3 separate regions of the Mus musculus genome follow, and all the other regions are linked to region 1. Evidence: chromatin contacts called from public HiChIP or PLAC-seq data. All regions are on one chromosome and are shown on one strand. The core of a region is the stretch at or near the end of the contact, and the rest is flanking DNA. Distances in the headings are between cores, read along the strand shown. Region 1 overlaps Dnmbp (dynamin binding protein). Region 2 holds the start of Got1 (glutamic-oxaloacetic transaminase 1, soluble). Region 3 has its middle 11 kb from the start of Mir5114.

Region 1 (3,637 bases), core at 297-2,796:
TGAAACAAGTCACCACTGCTTGGTGAGAGGCTCTTGAGAAGGTGGAGAGACAGAAGGGGTACACACTGCTCTTCCCAGGACTTGAGTTCAGTTCCCAGCACTCACTTTTGCTAGCTCGCCGGTCCTTATAACTCCAGCTCCAAGGGATGAGAGAGACTCTTTTTGGATTCTGCTGGTACTGTGGTCACATGCACAAACCCACACACATATGCATATGGCTTAAAAAAAATACAAATAAAATCTTTTTTAAAATTCTAATAGAATTTTTGTATCAGGCAATAAAACTGTTTTTCTTCCTTTTTATTATTTTGGTTTTTGTTTGTTTGTTTGCTTGTTTGCTTGTGTAGCCTAGGCTGGCCGTGAACTTACTAGGTTGCTAAGACTGGCTTTTAACTCCTGATCCTTTGGCCTTTACCTTCCAAGTGCAGGGATTACAGACATGTAGCACTGTGCACAGCGAAAGAAAACCTTAGGGGGAGATTGCACTGGCCTGGAACTCAGCATTCTTCCTGCTTTTGTCTAAGTACTGACATTACAGGCACGTGCCAGTGTTAATCGATCTTTTTTTCTGGGGGTCACACCTGGCTTCTTCTGTCCCACTTGGTGAACCCACACTTTGGTTTATATTTGGTGACTTGCTTTCTGATCTTATAGCAGGATGTGTCACTTTTAACAGTCTACCCCGTGGTGGGGCTATCCAGGTAGTGTGAGCTTAGAGCGGCTAGTCACATCACACCCACCATCAGGAAACTGGAGAGATGAGATGAATACCGCTTACATTGTAACATGGTCTTGAGCCCATGGGAGCGAGGGGTGGAAAGTTATGGCTGAGAAGGGATGTGCATAGGCTAGAAATGTCCCCGTGAGTAAAAGCATCTAACTTACAAGCCAGAATCCTCACTTTGATCCCTTGCCTCTGCAAAGAGGTGGCGGGCATGAGCCAACCCCACAAAGTTGTTCTCTGACCTCCACATGCCACCCTAATAATAAATTTAAGAATTATATAGACTATTAACCTTTAAAAGGGAGTGGTGTGTGTAGGTGTTGAATTGGCAAGGGGTGGGGCTGTGGCCGTTAGTGTTAATCATCAGCTCGACAGAGTATACTGTCTTTGGGACAACAGGACTCTGGCATCTTAATCTTATTGATTGGTGTAGGAGACCCATCTTCACTGAGGGTAGGACCATTCCCTGGGCTGGGAACTCAGCACTGTATAACACTGAGAAGATCTGATAATCACTAAGGCACGTGCTGCACTGTTCCCCTTCTGACCGTGGACACAATGTGACCATTTCCTGGGGGAGGGGCGCAACTGTGGATACAATTCAACCACACACTTCAAGCTCCTGCTGCCTCGGTTTCCCTATGTTGACAGTCCAGTACCTTGAACTGTCAGCTAGAATAACCCTTTCCTTTTTAAAGTTGCTTTTGTTAGAGTATTTTATCCCCGTAACAGGAAAAGAAGCGCACACTCCCTGTAACAAGCCCCATGCCTCTGCTGTCCTGTGCCCCACCCGCAACCAAACTGAATCTCTGCTCAGCGCACGCCCTTCCTGCAGGTTGTGTGCTCTGCATGTGTGCTCTACCCCCTGTCTCTAGGACTTCCCTCTCTTCTAAGTTTGTTTAAGCAGAATGAATCCAGTCTTCTGGCTTCAGCCCTGGTAATGAAGCAGAAGTGCTGGCCTGAGCGATTGCAAGTGCCTTCTGATCGAGGCTGTCTGAGCTGCCTTGCTGTGTGTGCTTCCTCCTTTCACATTAGTTAGGTAGTTTGGATTTGAGTACACACACACACACACACACACACACACACACACACATACATACATAAAACATGCTTTTTGACAATCCTAGATGTATTTTTAAATTTTACCATTAACTCTTATTTTAGTTAGATGTAGTGGATCACCCCTGTAGCCCCAGCACTCGGGGGCTAGAGGGAGGCTGAGGCAGAAAGATTGCTGTGAGTTTAATGTGAGTCTAGACTATATAATAAGTTCTAGGGCCAACCTGGCTTGAGAGAGACCAACTCAATACAACAGTAAAGAAGCGACAACAAAAGCCAGGCATAGTGGCATGGACTTAATCCTAGTACTCGGAAGGCAGAGGCAGGAAGAGGAGGAGCCAGCCTGGGCTACATGCTAAGTTCCAAGCCAGCCAGGGCTACATAGACCCTGTCTCAAAACAAGCAAATAAACAGAAAGCAACAAACAAAAAGGGGGGGGGGAGCGCGCTGCTTTTATTTTTCAGAAGTGCTGGCTGCAGCTCACTAAATACACTCAATACACTTTAAGACCCAATCACAAGTGCTGGAGAGCGGCTCAGCAGTTAAGACAACTCGTTGCTCTTGCAGAGGACCTGGGTTTGATTCTTAACGCCCACATGGTGGCTCCCAGCCACCTGTGATCTCCCAGTCCAGGAGATCTGACATCTTCTGACATTGGTCACAGACATACATGCAGGCAAAACACTCATACATATAAAGAAATAAGATAACCCAATTGTGAGAGTTACCCATTACTTATTAGAAACATTAGATCTGTTGGCATGAAGGGTCCTTCTAGAATTAATATAAAAAGTCCCAGTCATGGCTCTCTCTCAACCTGGAGCCTTAGCCTCGGCCCCCACACAGTCCTGCTTTCAGATTCGTCTCTGTAAGAAACGCTTCCTCTCCGGACCCTCAGGTCACTTACATCAACACAGGTAACGTGGAATTTGAGACCCAGGATTTGACACACCAGGCCCTTTTCTGTCATAGCCAATTACGTTCTTAGCCAGCATAAAACCTTAAAGATAACCAACCGGGGACCTTCCTAATTAACAGCTGATAACTAACTAACAGCTCCAGACATGGCATTAAAACCATAATTATATGTAGGCATTACGAAACAATCAAAAGCAGCAGAAACTGAAGAGGACGTGACTCAAAACAAGAAAATGCAACTCGGCCACATTTGTATTTACACATTTGCTTCCTGAGACAGTTGCCAGCCTTTGACAAGTAAGGGAATAAATTAACAGAAGACAGCCAACAAGTAGCCTGGACCAGAAGCCAAAGTTCCAGTTGTAAGCCAGAAAAGGGCTAGGTATAAGGGAGGACTCGCCACTGAGGGGAAGACCCCAACACCTATGGAGAAATCCCCTCAAATCCTACGCACGCCAGTGAAGACAGCCTGCCTCCCTGTGAGGAGCTTCACCCTCCTCCGTTTTCATAGAAACCTAACACTTCAAGAGAGAAGGCCTCCTAAATTCAGGGACCACACCTTAGGGCCAAGGTCCAAAACTAAAACAGACTGGACCCAACCGCCCCAAGACAGAGGTGCACAGAGAAGGAACCCGCCAGGCCTCCGGTGAGAGGAGGGGAGAGAGAGAGCAGGGGAAAGGCCTGGCCTCTGGCTTGCAAGGGGCTGGGTACAGCTACAAAGTAACTACTTCTCTGCTGGATGGATGGGAGGGATGGGACCTGGAAGGGAGAAACTGATGGAATGTTTCACCCTTAAAGCTGAAGTGTTTGTAAATATCCATCCAACAGGAGCAGTGTCTATAAATCTGTGGCTTGGTGACCATCGCGTGACAGTCTAGTGGGGCGCTCTGTAAGGGGAAGGGGAGTCAGTGGATCACACACATACACACACACACA
Region 2 (3,626 bases), core at 527-3,026, 360 kb before region 1:
TGAAGTGTGTCTGTGTCTGTGTCTGTGTGTGTGTGTGAGAGAGAGAGAGAGAGACAGACAGACAGACAGACAGACAGACTAGGGCTATTTTGCACATCCTCTCTAAGAACCTAGATGAAAGAGAGCGAGAGAGAGAGAGAGAAAGAGAGAGAGAGAGACAGAGACAGAGAGACAGAGACACTAGGGCTATATTTGCACATCCTCTCTAAGAACCTAGATGAAAGAGAGCGAGCGAGCGAGCGAGCGAGAGAGAGAGAGACAGAGACAGAGAGACAGAGAGACAGAGACACTAGGGCTATATTTGCACATCCTCTCTAAGAACCTAGATGAAAGAGAGCGAGCGAGCGAGAGAGAGAGAGAGAGAGAGACAGAGAGACAGAGAGACAGAGACACTAGGGCTATATTTGCACATCCTCTCTAAGAACCTAGATGAAAGAGAGCGAGAGAGAGAGAGAGAGACAGAGACAGAGAGACAGAGACACTAGGGCTATATTTGCACATCCTCTCTAAGAACCTAGATGAAAGAGAGCGAGCGAGCGAGCGAGCGAGAGAGAGAGAGACAGAGACAGAGAGACAGAGACACTAGGGCTATATTTGCACATCCTCTCTAAGAACCTAGATGAAAGAGAGCCAGCGAGCGAGAGAGAGACAGAGACAGAGAGACAGAGACACTAGGGCTATATTTGCACATCCTCTCTAAGAACCTAGATTCTGAATCCCCTTAACGTCACCCTCTGCTTCAAAACAACTCCATTTCTTCTTTCTAACCTTCTAGCGCTTTCAGTTCCGGTTGGTTCCCTGCTGAGAGCATCAGTCTGCTCACTCTTCTCTCCTCGGCTGGCCTCTGCACGTGGCCAAATGCACACCAAGCTCTGTAGAGCTTCAAACATCCAAACAGTGATGACGAAGTCGCCGGAGGCTCGAGTTAAAGGGCTTTAGAAACTACAACACAAACGACCTTGGCAGAAGGCTAACTTGGTTCAAGGCAAATGATCAAGAAATGAAGACCCAGATGTGTGTGGCCTGAGATGCATGGGCTTCGCCTCATCTGCTCCACTCTGAGAATAAACCAAACCTACATCTTCCCCATGTGGGTTAACAGGCTTCCTAAGTGGCGTCTGCTACTCGCTCAACCCGGACTACAGCTCCATTAGGCTAACAGCTCTTTCATTCCCAGTTCCAGTTGACCACGAGACGCTAAAGCTACCATACTTCTCTCTCCTTACCATCCCCATCGTTGCTTTAGAACAAGTACTATAAAGAACACTGGGTGGAGAAACAAAAACAACATTTGTGTCCCAGATGTTACACCTGTTCTGCGTGACCTTGAACACCCCCTCTTTCCAAGGACTCTGTATCGCCATCTGCAAAATGGGTAGGTTGGTGATGTCCTCGTGGTCCCAACCTTCTCTCCTCGGGCTCCTCTCAGGGAGACACAAACTAAATCTCAGCTCCTCCTACGCCCACCTCCCCCCAGGCTGCTCGCATTCCAAGGCACTGCATCCTTACCTCCCACGCCGAGGTTAACCTTGCGGGGATCTGGATCATCCCGGAAGTCCGCAGTGAGCTTAAAGACCAGAACCGGAGGAGCTTGCGGAACCTGGGCAAAGACTGATGGAGGCGCCATCGCGACAGAATGTGCCGAGACCTCGAGAACGAGCCGGGAGCAGCTCTGTGCGGTGCGGGGTCCGGTGACTGGAGGAGACTCTCACCTTCGCCGGCGGGCGGGGCAGCCCGCGGCTTCCAATGGTCGAGCCGCGTCCGGAGCTTGGCAACGCGCTTAACCAATCACAACCTTCCGACTAAGAAGGGTTAGGCGGGGCAAGCCTCTACTAGCCAATTCGAGAAGAGGATCTTATCGGAGGCTTGTATGATGCAACCAATGCAATGTACACCGGAGGAGGTGTGGGCAGAGGCTAGGATGATTGGCGTAGCGTGTTCCAATCGCTGAGGCTTTTATTCCTTGGGGTGATGAGGATGGTGCGGGTGGCGGGAGTCCCCAGAGGACAACCTCCTGACCTTCTGGGGCCTGGAGACCTGGGGCGGTGGCCCGCCCGTGGGGAAAGCAGAGAACAGGTCTTTCTGTACCCGCTGAGCAGGTGACTGTCGCCGCCAGGCTCCGGCGGTGCGCACGTTCCTGCGTTGGCCAGGCCCGGCTGACAGCCAAGTGTCTGGCACAGGACTCTAGTGGTCCGCTTGGACACACTGTACCCAATCGTGGGTGACCTTGACTGTCTCCACTCAGTGCTTCCCCAGAAAGAAACCTGGATGTGTTGTCTTCCTTGATCGCTGGCAGGGGAGACCCTGCAGAAAGTAAGGGATGAGCACATACTAGCTTGAGAATTTTAACACCAACCCCCAGCCCCGGTAGATAACCGGGGCCGGGAAAGCCTAGCCCTAAAGGACCTTGAAGGATCTAGCGAAGCCTCTCTCTGCAGCATTCCTCCCACGCGTGCTGTCATCATCGATTGGCACACACCCAAACTGCTGCTTCTTTCTGTCAGGTCAGGCTGCTCCTTCCCCTGAGAGTCTATTTCTGTCCAGATCCTTTCTCCACCTGTTGACCTTGAAGATTTCACATCTGTCAGCCATCCATAAAACCTCTTAACACGCTGTTTGGTTAGACATCTCTCTTTCCTGTACTTGGGCGTTTTGTTGTCGACGTTACAAGTTTAGAAAGCCTCCTGATGAGTAGGAACCTAACTCTGGAGCCAGGCAAGTTAGGTTTAGATGCCGGCTGACTCTGACCTACTTGGGCAGGCCTGTTCCTGCTCTGTAAGATGGAGATAATAGTGTTTTCCTCCAGGTTGTTGTGGGGATTAGGTGAGTTAAGACACATAAAGTGTTTAGTTGCATACAGTAAGTGCTCTCTAAATACTAGCTTTGTTATGGCGCAGGGTCCACACCCCCTCCTAGATGGCATGATGCTTTGCCTGGGATCTGGCAAACCTCCCTCCGTTTCTTCCACTACATATTCACCCAATGCTGGAAGGCGCCAATTCCTTGGTATTTTGCGAGAAAACAGCATCATGGCTTCCTTTGGGTAACATGATAAATCTTCACGAGTTTTCGGTTCAGAGGATAAACAAAAGCCATCGAACTTTGAGCACTACTTGCTAAGCTTTTCTGTCTTTTTCTTTCCAGAAACATCGCCTTGTTTTTGTTTTGTTTTGTTTTTTTAAGGAAACTGCCCAAAGCATTTCATTAATGTTTTCCCCTAAGAGTCACAAGCTAATACGGAAGGTCCATCGGCTGTGCACTTTGAGTACGTCCAAAAATCACAGCCGAAGGGCAACTGGGGAGGGGTGTTCTGCAACCTAGCCTTCCTAGAATTTAATTTAGAAGTGTCGTCTTCACAACGTTAGGCAACAATGTCATGGTCACTCCCTGCGTCATTCCCAGGGAGAAAAGCAACCCTAGGTTACCTAAACACTGTTGGTTTGGCTAAGAACAAATAAATATTTCTCTGTGTGTGTGTGCATGTGCTCGCCTGTGTTCCTGTTCAGTTAGAGTTACGTACACAGCAGCACATATGTGCAGGGGTAAATATGTACATGTCTGCAACTGGGTGTAGGGACCAGAGGTGAATGTCAGGTGTCTTCCACAGTTGTTTTCCACCTTATTAT
Region 3 (3,245 bases), core at 670-3,169, 430 kb after region 1:
GGAATTCAGTCCGTTAGACCGGACTCTCTCTCTCTGCATCTCTAGTGCTGCTATAAGAGATGTTTATCACTATACTGGGCCTCATCTTTAGTTTTAAAAAAATGTCATTATCCTCACCCCAAAAGGAAACACTATTCCCATTCGAATGACTCCTCATGACCCTCCCACTGTATCAACAACCAATATGCTGCCTATGAATCGGTTGTTGTTTATGTCGGAGAAATAGCCATACTGTGTGTGTCTGGTAGCCTCCCTGCATGACATTCTGTGTGTCTCTTTGTAACAGGTCCCCCACCGCCCCCCCCCCCCAACCTGGTCCTTAGTTGGCTCCCAAATCTTAACACAACTAACATGGTGAAGTGATAGAAGTACTATTCAGGTCATGGAACCCAGCACATAGGCAGCACCACCCGCCAAAATGAAAACAAAGATCTAATTCATCAAAGGCCATAGCTCTGGGAAGTCTGTAAATGTACTAGCCTTGCTTTTTGGCTTCTGTAGTTCCCCTTCTGGCTAACTGTTCTTGCTAAATGTGTCAAACAAAGACATGTTTTGTATTGTGTGTGTGTGTGTGTGTGTGTGTGTGTGTGTGTGTGCTTAAAAGCTTGCCCTGAGAGAGCTGAAGAGATGGAACAGCAGTTCAGAGCATTGACCGCTTTGCCCAAGGTTCTAAGTTCAATTCCCAGCAACCACATGGTGGCTCACAGTCATCTGTAATGGGATCCGATGCCCTCTTCTGGTGTGTCTGAAGACAGCTACAGTGTACTCATATTAAAAAAAAAAAATACAAAAAAAATGCCATAAGCCGGGCGTAGTGGCGCACGCCTTTAATCCCAGCACTTGGGAGGCAGAGGCAGGCAGATTTCTGAGTTCGAGGCCAGCCTGGTCTACAGAGTGAGTTCCAGGACAGCCAGGGCTACACAGAGAAACCCTGTCTCGAAAAACCAAAAAAATAAATAAATAAATAAATAAAATAATAATAATAATAATAATAATTAAAAACAAACATCTCACCCCGAGAAAGGCTCAAGTCTGTAAGTACCAGCCAGCTAATAGACTTTCTACTGGCTTAAATCTGTGTCTAAGTCATTTCTTTGATTTATCTTCTTTGATCGATTCCTAACATTTTCACACTGGCACAAATCAGTTTTTAACTCCTCATTATGATTAACAGTCCATTGTATTTATGGGGAGCAGTTGAGTTGTCCCCCCCTTTCGGCTTCTATGAATAGTATGCTCTGCACATTTGTGTGTGTATATTCTAGCATTTGCTCTCTGTCGATTTGTGTACACAGGAATGGGATTTCTTCTGTAATAATTCTGTTTAACTTTTTTTTTTTTTGAGTAAACAGTTTTCAACAGCAGTAATGGACAGTGTCACCCACCCTTCACCATAACATTTCTCCTTTTTTTTTTCTTTTTTCTTTCTGCTTTCGGGGAAGGCCAGACCCCATGGAGTAAAGTAGAAGCTCTGCTTCCAGTAGCAAGATTGCTTTAGCCAAAGCCTCAAACCGTGCCTCCAACCTCGCCATTTCCAGGAGCAGGCAGTGTGGCTACCTCCCTGGATCACTAACGCACCTCCCACCCCACTGCGGCCAAACACACATACACAGCCCTGTGACATCATAAATTACTGTCCTGGTGACCGTACATGGAGCCCTACCAAACTCCAACTCAGGTTAAGCTGAGTGCCTGAAATAGAAGCAACATGCAACGCTCTTCCTCCAGTCCTGGCCCTCTGCCAGTGCCTGCCCGGGAGAGGTCCAGCTAGGGTGAGGAAAAGCAAGGGTCAGGCGTGCGGGCCCCTCCCGGGGTTACTCTGGGTTAGCATTGGCCCCAGATTCACTCGCGTTCACCAGGCCCAAAGCGCCTGACCCCTCGCAGCCAATCAGCGGCCTCACCGGGCTCTGCACGCATCGCTCCAATCAGGATGCGCTGCTCCTGAAGCTAGCCGGTGTACCTTGCAGTCACAGATGGAGGCTAGCCCAGTCCCTGACCTCACAACCCCCCCCCCCCCCCCCGCCTCCGCTCCCCGGACCTTGAATGTGGGCTCTGGTCGCCAGCTTTCGCCAAGGAAGGGGGTGGGGGTGTGTGCTGGCAAAGCAGCGCACGTTTTTTTTTGTTTTTTTGTTTTGTTTTTTTCCATCTACGTAGTGCAAACGCTTATGGAGGAGGAGGCAGAGCTAGGACTTAGCAAAACAGACCTCAGATTGGGTCATGGTGTAGAGGAGAGCACTCCGAAAAGCACAGCATTAATGTGATCAGGAACTTTCCAGGCTGATGTCAGCAGGCATGAAGGGGCGTGGAGTGGGCAGTGGGAGGAGAAAATGCAGGGGAGGCGGTGAGAGTCTGGAAATCTCGATATTTAAGAAACTTACTGTGATAGCAGAGGGGACCACAGGGGCTGGAAGCCTTATTCCAGGCTTTGAAAAGACTCCGATGGGGGCATGGGGAAGGAAAAGGAAGGACACATCTGAAAAGTATTTTTGGAGCAGAGTAGACATTCAGATGCTGGAATGGTGAAGTGGATGCAGGGTGGGAGGGGCACCCATGACAGGCTTTTAGCTCGAGTCGCTCTGCAGGGGCAGCCTCTGCACCAACTTAAAATAAGAAGCTTGAAACAAAGCAGGCTTGGACTGGGAGCGGGAAGTTAGTATTTAACACGGGAGTGGGAGTTGTACAAAGTTTGCTGGGATTAAAGGCAGTAATCACCACACATAATCTTAACGTGCCCTTAAATGTGGCTTGCAAGAATTGCATTGAGAATTTTTTTTTTCTGTCTCCATGTTCATCAGGGGAAAAAACGGCTGACAATTTTCTTTTTTAAAAATGTGTGTGCTCTGAACCAGTTTTTATATCAAGGTAATGCAGACTTGGCAGGGTGAACTTGGTAGTGTTCTGTATACCATATGAAACAGTTTAAGGAGCTTGGTTATTACCTCTTCCTTAAAGATTTGATAAAACTCGGCAACGAGTCAGTCTGGTGCTACATTTTGACTTTTGGGGAAACTTTTGGTTACTGTCTCAGTCTTGTTGACTTTTTAAAAAAATGATTTTAGAGCTTTATTATAGAAAGACAGGGGGAAAGAGAGAAGGTAGAAAAGAGAGAGAAGAAAGGCTAGAGAATAAAGAGGGAGAGAGAGGAGAGGAGAAGACAAAAAGAGAGAGGAGTGAGGAGTAAGAGCCGTCTTGTTGATTGTTATGAATCCATTTTAATCGTTTATGTCCTTTTGGCTTGATTTTGT

Evidence for each region. HiChIP or PLAC-seq counts read pairs in DNA pulled down with a chosen protein or histone mark.
Region 2: a FOXA1 HiChIP or PLAC-seq map of pancreatic cancer cells shows a contact between it and region 1. The contact joins the promoter of Got1 here to the enhancer-like site in region 1. A contact is called at or near these places in 1 of 39 promoter capture datasets (liver), 3 of 484 Hi-C or Micro-C datasets (embryonic stem cells and liver) and 5 of 115 datasets of contacts at active chromatin or transcription factors (embryonic stem cells, extraembryonic endoderm stem cells and pancreatic cancer cells).
Region 3: an HNF4G HiChIP or PLAC-seq map of pancreatic cancer cells shows a contact between it and region 1. The contact joins two enhancer-like sites. A contact is called at or near these places in 2 of 39 promoter capture datasets (cranial neural crest and hippocampal neurons), 2 of 115 datasets of contacts at active chromatin or transcription factors (embryonic stem cells and pancreatic cancer cells) and 1 of 9 other capture datasets (liver).

What each region holds. Positions count from the first base shown.
Region 1 is chr19:43,883,620-43,887,256 of GRCm38.p6, forward strand. The region is part of intron 4 of Dnmbp (dynamin binding protein); the gene reads right to left. Among named protein-coding and RNA genes, the nearest start is that of Gm24400, 28 kb to the left of the region's middle. Within about 2 kb of position 1,547, at least 86 of the 459 cell types and tissues checked have an H3K27ac peak or open chromatin away from gene starts, as enhancers often do. A contact at or near this core is called in embryonic stem cells, extraembryonic endoderm stem cells, liver and 1 more, where this site is marked.
Region 2 is chr19:43,522,829-43,526,454 of GRCm38.p6, forward strand. It overlaps Got1 (glutamic-oxaloacetic transaminase 1, soluble), which reads right to left and starts at 1,777. Exons shown (of 9, transcript NM_010324.2): 1 at 1,510-1,777. The coding sequence starts at 1,627.
Region 3 is chr19:44,312,777-44,316,021 of GRCm38.p6, forward strand. No RefSeq gene overlaps it. Among named protein-coding and RNA genes, the nearest start is that of Mir5114, 11 kb to the left of the region's middle. Within about 2 kb of position 1,920, at least 328 of the 459 cell types and tissues checked have an H3K27ac peak or open chromatin away from gene starts, as enhancers often do. A contact at or near this core is called in embryonic stem cells, liver and pancreatic cancer cells, where this site is marked.